2 separate regions of the Mus musculus genome follow, and region 2 is linked to region 1. Evidence: chromatin contacts called from public Hi-C data. All regions are on one chromosome and are shown on one strand. The core of a region is the stretch at or near the end of the contact, and the rest is flanking DNA. Distances in the headings are between cores, read along the strand shown.

Evidence for each region. A called contact is a pair of places that touch in the nucleus more often than the background predicts.
Region 2: a contact with region 1 is called in a Hi-C map of bone marrow-derived macrophages, with 25 read pairs. The contact joins two enhancer-like sites. A contact is called at or near these places in 6 of 484 Hi-C or Micro-C datasets (adipose-derived mesenchymal stem cells, beige adipocytes, bone marrow-derived macrophages and 2 more), 2 of 115 datasets of contacts at active chromatin or transcription factors (large pre-B cells and neural tube) and 1 of 9 other capture datasets (adipose tissue).

The regions. Positions count from the first base shown.
Region 1 is chr3:148,727,116-148,732,385 of GRCm38.p6, forward strand. No RefSeq gene overlaps it. Among named protein-coding and RNA genes, the nearest start is that of Adgrl2, 220 kb to the right of the region's middle. Within about 2 kb of position 2,251, at least 50 of the 459 cell types and tissues checked have an H3K27ac peak or open chromatin away from gene starts, as enhancers often do. A contact at or near this core is called in bone marrow-derived macrophages, where this site is marked.
Region 2 is chr3:148,956,827-148,962,355 of GRCm38.p6, forward strand. It overlaps a transcript of Adgrl2 not described here. Among named protein-coding and RNA genes, the nearest start is that of Adgrl2, 5.0 kb to the left of the region's middle. Within about 2 kb of position 2,690, at least 98 of the 459 cell types and tissues checked have an H3K27ac peak or open chromatin away from gene starts, as enhancers often do. A contact at or near this core is called in bone marrow-derived macrophages, where this site is marked.

The DNA.
Region 1 (5,270 bases), core at 1,001-3,500:
TCTGAATGCAACAATCACTTCCTAATTTGCTCTTTTCCTGTCAGACACGTGTGCAACCGTTTTGTTTTTCCTCTGAGACAGCTCATATTATATGGAGGGAAAGGAGGGAAGGAAGGCACAGTGACCCTGGAACCGACAAACACTTCTGATCGGACAAACACTTCTGAGAACAGGGACACCAATCCCAAACCTCAGGCAATTCACAGCCTCTGTCTTCGCTTTCTTCTCTCATTTCTCATGCACTCACAATATTATAAAGGGAAATCTCAATCTCTCTCCCCTCTCTCTCTCTCTCTCTCTCTCTCTCTCTCTCTCTCTCCTTTTATTTTAAATTATTGTCATTGTCCCCTGTGTATGCATCACTGTTTCAGATGACAATACACCAGTAAGTTTGATATTTTAATGGATATAATAACTGTAATAAAGAAAGGAAACCTCATAGTCACATGCAGAACATACGTTCTTTTTGGACACTAACAACAAACTGAATTATAGCAGGCGACATAGTTCTATATAGGGGAATTCTATATTCATTTGCCATTGAAAGTGGCTGGAAAGACAACTCTGAAATAAACGGAGGAGGCTACTGACATGTCCAAGGAATAGGCCATGCATTGCATTTCTCTGAGGCTACACCCTCGACATGCACAATTCTTTTTCTCAGTCTCTCAGGCTCTTCCTTTAGGGTCATTTACTCTAAAGTTTACCCTCAAAAACTTCACACTGCTACCTCTGGCTGTACCAAATCCTACAGGCTGGGGCCACATGTCAATTTTTTTTCTTAACTGAAAAAAAATGGCCCCCATACATAATATATCCTGATTCTGGGGTTCTCTCCATCTACTTCTCCTAGTTCCTCCCCACCTCCCCTCCCATCCAGATCCACCCCTCTCTGTTTCTCATTAGAAAACCAACAGGCTTCTATAGGATAGTGATAAAATAAAGTAAAACAAAGCCCAACACACTGGAATTGGACAAAGCAAACTGAAAAGTGTCCAAGAGACAGGCACACAAAATAGAGACCCACTCACGTGTGCATTCCAGAATCCCATAAAAATGCTCAATTGGAAGCCATAATATATATGCAAAGGACCTGTAGAATATAAAGAGCGAATAAAAATATAAATAAAATAAAATTACAATAAAGAAAAGATGAAACCACAACAGAAATAAGAGCCTCAACCTGGCAGCATGAGACACGAGCCTCTAGAGATGTTACTGCGTACATTTCCCGTTAGCCATCCACTGTTGGGTTTGCAGTCCACCCTGAAGAACAGCCTGTATGCCCAGTGAGATCTCCTTGGAGGAAGTTAAATTTCTACTTGCAAGTTGTTATCAGTTGGAGATAGTTTTGGGGTTAGGTTTGGGGGCATGTGTCCACTTCTTTCAGTTCTAGCACCCCATCTGGTATAGGCAGGGCCCCGATTTTAATATGCATATAATTTCACTTTGGTTGATGAATGATTCCAGCATGGCTAAACAGCAGGAAGGGGCAGGATGGAAAACTCTCTTGTTCGTTCTCCCACTTGGAGGTGGTTACTTTTTAAGGGACTGGTACTGGACACTGTAGGAGTGCCTCTTTTCATACACCCTAAAGCACTCCACGGGCCCCAGGAGTCACTAAGGCTAGTGGGTTTTAATAGTTATAGATCTTAAATGGAGGGTTAGAAAGTGTTTCTTTTCATTACAATTACAACAAGGAATTAACCCCAAGGGTATCCACTTAATTTCATAATATATAGACTGGAACGCTAATGTGGCCTCTCTACAGGGCAATAAAGAAGCAACTGGCCCTTCTCTCCCCAGGGTGGGTTTCTATAAAATGTCTCTCTCTCTCTCTCTCTCTCTCTCTCTCTCTCTCTCTCTCTCTCTCTCTCACACACACACACACACACACACACACACCACATTAAATGAAGATGATTTAAAGTTAACAAGCTCCATAATATGCCCAGCTTGGGTGCCTGGTGTGAACCACTCTGCACAGGCAGTGAGCCTGGTTTGAGAGACCCTTCACGGGCACTGAGCCCTGAGGCTGCTTCTTGCAGTGGGAGCTCACACCCAGCCGGCACTTGTCTCTGCATCCCTTCAGTGACACACAGAGAAGGAAAGATCATTTACAATTAAACCCAGAAAGTCACCAGGATGACAGAGAGGCATGGAGCGGGACTTGTTAATTGTCTCAGTGCTGAGATGAGACCAGTAGTGCATGCTGGCCAAGGCTGGTCACGTGATCTTAACTCTGCACTCTGCCACAGACCTCAGCTTGCTTGTGGGAACTCACTTCACAGTGACAGGAACCCGGGGCAACACCAGGGTTAGGGCTGCCATCTCCGGGCTCCAAGTGTCTGAAGCCACTTCCTGGCAAAGATTTGATAGCCACGATTCCTCCCGTTAGCCCCAGCCATTAGAGGCATTTTTATTTCCCAGTGCTTTCATGATGTTGGATCAAGGTCTGCAGGACAAATGAGAGGAAGGACACTATTTCAGAAACACAGCTTCAGACGGAGGGGGTCTAGGGACATCAGGAGAGGAGAATGGCAATTCAATAAAGCACAACTCTTCCAGAAGAAGGTTGTTCCCGTATATTAGACATTTCCAACATCGCTGTAACATTTGACCTGCTCCAGGCCTCCCGCCAGCCATACCCTGGGACTCATTTCTTCCTTGCTGCTGAAAGTGTCAGTGAAGTAGAAATCTGCAGACTTCCCAGTCAACTGGGGGAAAACTAATGATCCAAAGAGAAGAAATAGCCAGTCCCCCAACTCATTTGTTCACATCTATCATGCAGATCTCTTTTCCAGAGTCAGATAAGGTTGTATATAAAAGCCACAAAAGAGCTCTGGCTTCGGTGAAAAGTGCCCTTTTATAAATCAAAGTTCCCAGTCTCCCTCCTGAGATAGGAAGCAGTGGCTTGAAGCAGATGTCAAGAGGGCTGTAACAGAGCGTCAGAGATGGGGAGTCTCTAGGGAAGACCAGGGCAGACACATATCATGAGAGAAAGCTGAGAAAGTTCAGAGTCTTCTCTGACCGACTCAGAGCTACAGAAACCAGTTCTAGAAGAGGTCGGTATTGTTCTCAAGACCCAAGAAGCACAAAGGGAAGGGACAAAGGACAGAAGCAGGAATACATAGAAAGCCAGTAGGGCATGGGGCGACTGTGTATGTGGCTTAGCAAGTGAGCTTCTAGTCAGGCAAAGAACCACATCTTTGCAATTGCAGGAGTCCTGCAGGAAAGAAACCCGAGCGATAAATATTTGGCTCATTGGCCATACTGCCTTCTTCCTTCCTTATTACTCTTCATAAAATACCATGTCTCTACACAGTCAGATCCATGAGCACACAAAACTTTGACTCATTAGAAAGTGTGCCCATTTCAAAATAACTCTTAAAGTCTCCTTCCCCATAACTTTGTGGTTTTTATAGACTCGTGATCTGTGGGACTTGAAGTATTTAAAACACATACACACCCCTACTTGTTTTAGTTTCTCTAAATCTGACACACCCAAAGTGCCTCTTGCCTTTAGCAATTATAATTAAAAAGAATAAGCTCACCTGTGTAGAAATTTCTCATCTCTTTCTTTAAATCTTCTTGCACTGAAAACTGTCAGTGTTCCTTATTTTATTTATATATTACCTGGAAAATGAGTACAAAACAATCTTCTAGTTATAATTATATGAGACATACACCATACAGTGTCAATTTTCTGAATTTTCCCTTGGCATTATCTAATTGACTATCATATCAAATATCAGCTTATCTAATAACAAGGAATTTAATCTTTATAACCAACCCAGAGAACATCTAAATTTGGTATACCAGACGATTTTTCTCTGGTAGATTATTTTAAGAGGTGTTTAGCTAAACTAATCTTAAATAGCAAATTTTCACATTGTTCAAGTAACATATGACTTTAGCTTGCTGGTATTTTATCACGGCAAAGAGGTTCAAATTTATTCATATCAAAACATACTGAGTAAAATTTCTCAAATATCTACTACTGTTTATTTTGTTTATACAGTGTTTGCTTTTTCAGCCTTCTTAGACACATTAATCTTTTTGATATCTGATAAAACATCACACTGTTTGATATGCTCAATTTCACTTTGTTGAGGGTTAGCTTACATTCTGCCAAAATGTGAATTTAATAATTCTTCAATGATAGAAAAGTGTGTTATTTCATAAATAAATTAGACAAAGCCATGCTTCACCCACTCCCTTCCTCAATGACAGGTAGAAGCTACTTCAAAGATGAGATTCACACAATGCATACATGTGCCTCAAAAAGATCTTTCCAGTCATCAACACTGCTAGATTACCAAAGGAGTATAAAAGTCTTTTTTTTTTCCTACTATTGTGGATTCTGGACTACTGTGCAAATCAGAAGTAGTCCCCTAGTAACTTCTTGAAGTGATGCTATTACTGCCTAATGACCCTGGAGACAGTGGCCCAAAACTGAGAGGAGCTGTTTCTCTCAGAAAACCATTTCTAGGGCTGCAATGTTCTTGCAGTCGTTGTGTGTTTCGGTTTCGGGTCTTTGTGGAGTTATTCTGTGGTTTATTTTATTTTCCCAAGGAGGCTCTCTTTGTCCATCCTTACTACTGTTTCCTTTGAGACAAGTCAAATACACAGAAAGGCCCTTAGGTAAGAGTCTTGGTCTCTGGACTGGAAAGGGAGGTTAAAGAGACTTGATGAGGAAGTGGTACTGAAGTCTATTGAGTTACCTAAACAGTCAATGAAGGCGGAGAAGAGGAAAGGGAAGGAAAGCAGGGTCCATGGTGAAGGACAAAGTTCAAGGTCAGTACCACCCTACATTCTAACTGAAGCAGATACTTCAAAGACTATGATGATCAACCCTGCTAATACTCCTGATGGTTTAGGGCTATAAAACTAGCCGGAAACTTTATCGGTGCTGCAGTTATCAGGGACTTTGATAAGAGAGCTTCTGGGAGGGGGACAGGGAAAGCTTGGTTAGCCTGCCTCCGAAAGAGAAAGAAGACACAGCAAACAAAGGCAAGAAAATCCCAATGTAAAAAAGCAGAGGTTAAGTGATGTTGCACCCAGAGAGGGTTTTGATGTGGATGGGATAGTGTGTGTGTGTGTGTGTGTGTGTGTGTGTGTGTGTGTGTGTGTGTGTGTGTGTTAGATGTATGCACATGTGTGTAAGTGTGCTTGCGTCTGTGTACAGTGAGGTTCAAAGAGACTGTCAGTACCCTCTACCTCTCTCCCCCATACTCGCTGTAGACAGGCCCTTTTACTGAACCTAGAGT
Region 2 (5,529 bases), core at 1,440-3,939, 230 kb after region 1:
GCAGCTGAGAAAAAAATTCAATATGTGAATGATATGCATTCATGGCTACAACTAAAACTGAGCCAGCCTTTGGATGGCTCCATACTCAAGCAAGAAGTTTTGCCTGTCCAAGTTCTCCTTCCAAGAGGTTCTTTTCTCTCAGCGAGCAAGCTCTCCACACAGGCAGCCTGCCCACTTACACCACTCTGAAACCCGTTTCCAGTCTCTTACAGCGATCCAAGATCCGTCTGTCTTTGGTCACCCACTATTTGAAAGAGTCCTTGTTTGTGGGGAGAAAAGGAAGGAAAAAATCAAGAGCTGATGTCTGCCTTGTAGGAAACGGCTGCCAAGACAGGACAGCTTGTGAGAGGGAAAGGCAAGAGAAACCACATAACCAAGACCTCTATTGTGGTCTTTGGCCAGCACACCGACTACAAAAGCAGATTTTACGCACTGAAAGCCCATGTACTTTTAAGGCTTGAGATGTGAAACACACTTTACAACGCACAGTCCACTTGACTGGGAGACCCAGTATAATTGGCTGTTTCTGGTAAACAGAAGATTCTGGAATGTGTAAAATTGTAGATTATTTTATGCAAATAAAGATGGCGTTCATCTGCCTGTGCAGTAAGGAAAATAATATCAAATTTATTTTCCTCATCCTACAACCTATAACGAATCACTTTCACATCAAGTACAATTGTTTCCAGAAGTTCATTCGTTGAGTGCAATTTTTGAAAACTAAGTCAGATTTTACTGCTGTGTTCCAAATTAAAAACAACCCTTCACTGAGCAAATGTTAATGAAAACTGAAATACTTACACACCACAATCAGCTAAGAATAGAATGAATAAATAAATATGGTGAAAGGGATCCAAAAAGCTTTGTTCTTGAAGTGAACTGGAGCCCAAGGAAACTGGCAGGCATTCACAGGGCTACCAGACCAACCTTTCACACTACCTGCAAATGCCAGCTCAGAGCACTGACACAGCCTGGCATACTGCTGCAGACCTACAGTCTGAACTTGCTGGAGACTGAGGCAGGTGGATCACTGTTGAAGGGTCTCCTGGGCACAGGTAGGTAGGAAGGTAAGTAGGTAGGTAGGTAGATAGATAGATAGATAGATAGATGATAGTTGTATTTTTCACAAAGGAAAATACATAGGAACAAAATCAGAAATGGGGTACTAAATATCCTTCCAACAATCAAAAAGTTACTTTGAAAAGTACCTCAGATTAACTGCTTATTTGTGTTTAGATTTTCAGGAAATCTTTTTCCAAACACATCAGAAAACTTAGCAGGGCAAGGGTAAAGAATGGCAGAGTGACTGAGGCTGTCTAACAGTTTATACTAAGTATCACACAATGCAGTAAAGCTGGGGAGTGCGCGGGACTCCTTGAACTGGCTCTAATTAGAATCTTCAGCAAACCCAAGTTTCTGATGGGCAACCTCCTAGGCTTTCGTCTCATTCTCCAAACAACACGATCCCAGCTACTTCATCCTAACTTGTTCCTGTGAACCGCAAGTCATTGTCTCCCCTGCCTCGGCTGTGACCTCTTCAGATCTACACATCCTATTACTCAGCCACGTAAAAAGTCAATTAATGTATCCCTTACTAGGAAGCCTTTCCCAGCTGGGGAGTGACTTCCAGGAATACGGCTCAGCACTGTGCACAACCCTACAGCCCTGGACGGTTCAGACTCAACTGTGGTCCATAACCTGCTTTTTTAACAGCTGCAATAAACATCCTTGTGCCTAAAACTGTCAGGGAAAAGACTTGAAAGAGAAACACCACTGACCAGTTCTCAGTCAGGTCTTTACGTGGGGTGGGCCAGAAATCACATTTACAAGGACAGAAGATAGAAGGCTGAATCGCCGATAAGCATCATCATTGAGCCAACAGAACTTAACATCCCTGACAATTAAAGGGAAAGGAAATTTAACAAAAATTTGCTACAATGGATGAATGAAGCTGGGTTCTCTACCAAAAGCAAGGTTACTACAATGAAGAATCATTTCCCTACTGAGAACACTGGCTAAATGCAGAGAGAAGCCTGCTGAGAGCCAGGAAGGGAAAGAGCCCTCTAAGCCTGAGACTGACCAGAGTCACGAGTCCTTGATAGCGCATACACACTCATACTACAGAAAATAAAGCAAGCAAGCTCCGGGCGAGCCTAGAGTCGACACATAAATGTATGTCTACTCTAAATGAAAACAAAGGATGGCTTCACAAAAATCACTCTTTCTGATCTCATTTCCACTATAAAATTGTAATCCTTATCAGGCAGGGCTTCCCAGTCCAACATAGTAGGGGTTGGGGGCAGGAAAAAAGCAGCTTTTCCATATTTTACTAACAAAAATTGGTAGGAGGAAGAGACTAGCCTCCCCACACCCCTGCACCCCAGTAAGTTACAGATTCATTTCAGCTTAGCTAAAGCTCAGTCAGGGTTTTCAGTTTTCATAAGTACTTTTTGTTCCATCCATTACAGGCAGGTTAGAATGAGCCCTCTTCACTCAGACCTGAGAAAATGCCAACAGCCCTGCGAGTTTCCCCACCAACAAATGCCCAGAGCAAACCTTCAAACTCACTAATCAGAACCTTTCTCAACACCCGATGCTTCTTTGGGCTTTGAGTTTATTTCCTTCCCTTCCTAAGGACGGCACTGGAGGGGGAGGGGGGTGGAAGTGGCAAGGCTGAAACCTTACAACCACGTGGCCAGCCAGTAGCCCCACCCTCCCCTCTCTGCCCGTGTCTAATCCCAGCAGACAAGGGTGCCGATGCCCAAGTGCTTTCTGACCACTTCCCGCTAAGGTCCCCGTAAGAGTCATTGGTCTTACCCTTTACTGAAACCTCCTCGTTGTGAAGGAATAAATTCTCCTCTGGAGCACAGAGGAGCAGAAAGGGTTCGGGAATTCTCCCACTTGCCTCCGTCTCATGCTATCATCTAGGAGTCTTGCTGAGCCCGCAAAAGAGGCTGAAGCTGTGGACACCGGGCACAGTCGGGGCAGGCTGCCATCCTCCTCATTAAAACCCATCCAGTTGAAATGACAAAAACAAATAGCTGTCATTTTCAAACCAGTATGGGGGACATCTTATGACAGCACAGAAAACTTGTAACTTAAGTTCCAAACAGAAGGGGTGGGGGGTGGGGGCCCGCACAGTCACAGAGCAAGAGAAATTACTGCACTGTGTACATTGGAAAGCTGACACACATTCCTCAAACTTATATTTGAAAAAAAAAATTTTTACCAGCATTTTGTACTTCTTGTTAGAAAGCATTTGGGGGATACTGACAGGGTTCTTGCTGTTATTGTTGGTTTCCTCTTTGGGGAAAGGAAAAGCTATTCTGGTTGAATGAATGAATGATTTAGGATTTTTGAAACAGGCTCAAGTAGGTCAGACTCCCTGATTAACTCAGGACAGCCTTAAATTCCTTCTCTTCCTCCCTCCACCTCCCAAAGTCTGGGATCGCAGGGCTTTGCCAATACACCTGACCCAGAAAGGCTATGCATGTATTTATAACCTGTTTGTAGACGGTGTGCAGTACGCCTGTCCTCGTGTATATGTCCCCATACACCCACATATGTGGTACACAGTCCCGAGGCGAATGTTCAGCATCTTCTTCATCTCTCCTCCCTTTCGTTACAGAGGCAAGGTCCTCCACGGATCCTCTGAGCTTGTCTACGGTTGCCAGCTCACCAATTCTGGCTGGTCCTGCCTGCACCAGCACCCCCATGCTCTCTACCTGCAGATTAAAGGTGTCCACACCGCACACTCCCTGTGCTCAGGCACTTTCTTGTTGTTTGTTTGTTAGCTAAATACCCAAATATGGGCACCAAGACTACAAGGAAAATCTGAGAGAGGCCCAGTTGGTAATCCTTGTAAGAATACAAGCTGGCTGGCTGCTAGGAGGGTCCAATCCCAGACTCCTTTGCTGTTTTTCTGAATTTACTCAGCTGCTTCTGGGGAAGAGCTAACATGCCCACCAAGGTTGAGAGGGCAGCTTGACCTTGACCACTGCCCACAGGCCCACCCATAAGCAGGGTCTTACTGAGCAACTTCTAGTTGTCACACTCAGGAGAGTAAGAGAAAAGCCCGTATCATCCAATGGGAGCTCACCCTCAGGGTCAAAAACAAGCTAGGTGCATACACAGCCGGGATGACGGCCTAGCAAATGAAGAAGCAGACAAAAGTTAAGTCACACCTGATGGACACACTGCATACTTTAAAGTGAGAAACGTACAGGCTGCTCCAGGGCAAGAGCCAGCAGGCTGGGAAACACACCCGTAGTCTAAAGTCACGAGGTCCAGTGAGGAAGTGGATCAGATAAACGCACTGCCTGCGTTCTAATATAACTTACTTTCGGATGAAAAAATGTAAACAATGTCATTTTGTGATTATGAAAGTGCTAGAAACCCAGAAGAATAATGAGTTGATTTTCAACATGTTTACATGAGCAAAGCTAACATCCCTTAGGTAATGATAACTATGTATTAACTTAATTTTTACTATTTCCAGTTGAGCTACCTTAATTTTACCCATTTATATTGCTATTTAGAGCACTAACAATTACATGTTATAAATTAACAAATTATTCCAGACTGATAAATCTCATGAATCAAACTACCTGGGAAGTGGCTTCTAAGTCAGAAAAACAAACATAAACATTTTCTCCCATCTAATTAGCAATGCGCCTTAATTATCATAGAAGGAGTCGTAGTCAAATTCCCTCTTGGCCTGTGTCTACAACCATAAGTGAAATTCCAGCAACCAGGCCTGCTGTACGTTACTACAGTCCCTCACCATCAGAGGTTTCTCAGAGGTGATGAGGCAATCTGAAAGAAGCATCCAAATGATCTTTAAAAATACAAAAGGTAACCTAAAAAATGTCTAGGCAGAACCTAGCGTTCTCGTTCCTGCAGTAACTCCAGTTTCCAGGAGGCTGACACAAGAAGACTACTTCATATTCAGAGACAGCTTGGGCTACGCTATCTCCAACAACAAAGGGCTGACAAGCAAATGAACTGAAGAGAAAATAAAGCTTAAAGCTGAAAAAGAAAGATTGGTGCCCAGCACCATAGGTTTGCAATAAACTAGTAAGCAGGCTAGCTCTCCCTTGGAGACTGCCATTTTTTTATATAGCTCCGTGTAACTCTGTGCTTCTTTCACACTGAAGTGGGTCATTTTAGCGTTCTACCTGCTTCTCATTGGCTAATGAGGAACTCCGAGGCCTTTCTGACCTTGCATTCTGAAATCAATGTCTTCCTTTTGTTTATTTCACACAATAGTTAGTCTAGTACGTTCTAAGAGAATTGTTAGAAAAATACCCAGACTGTGATTAAATTAAAACTCTATGGAGAATTAAAATACACTAGAAAATGCCAAATAGAGAATATATAAAACAAATAATGACTAAATTCTTAGAACTTCATCGTCACAAATATATTTCATACCCAAGAAGGAAGGCAGCAACAGAGTTTCTGCCTTATACCAAGATCTCCTGATACCAACTTTAATGTGACATCTGAGGCTGAGATTGAGAGCACACA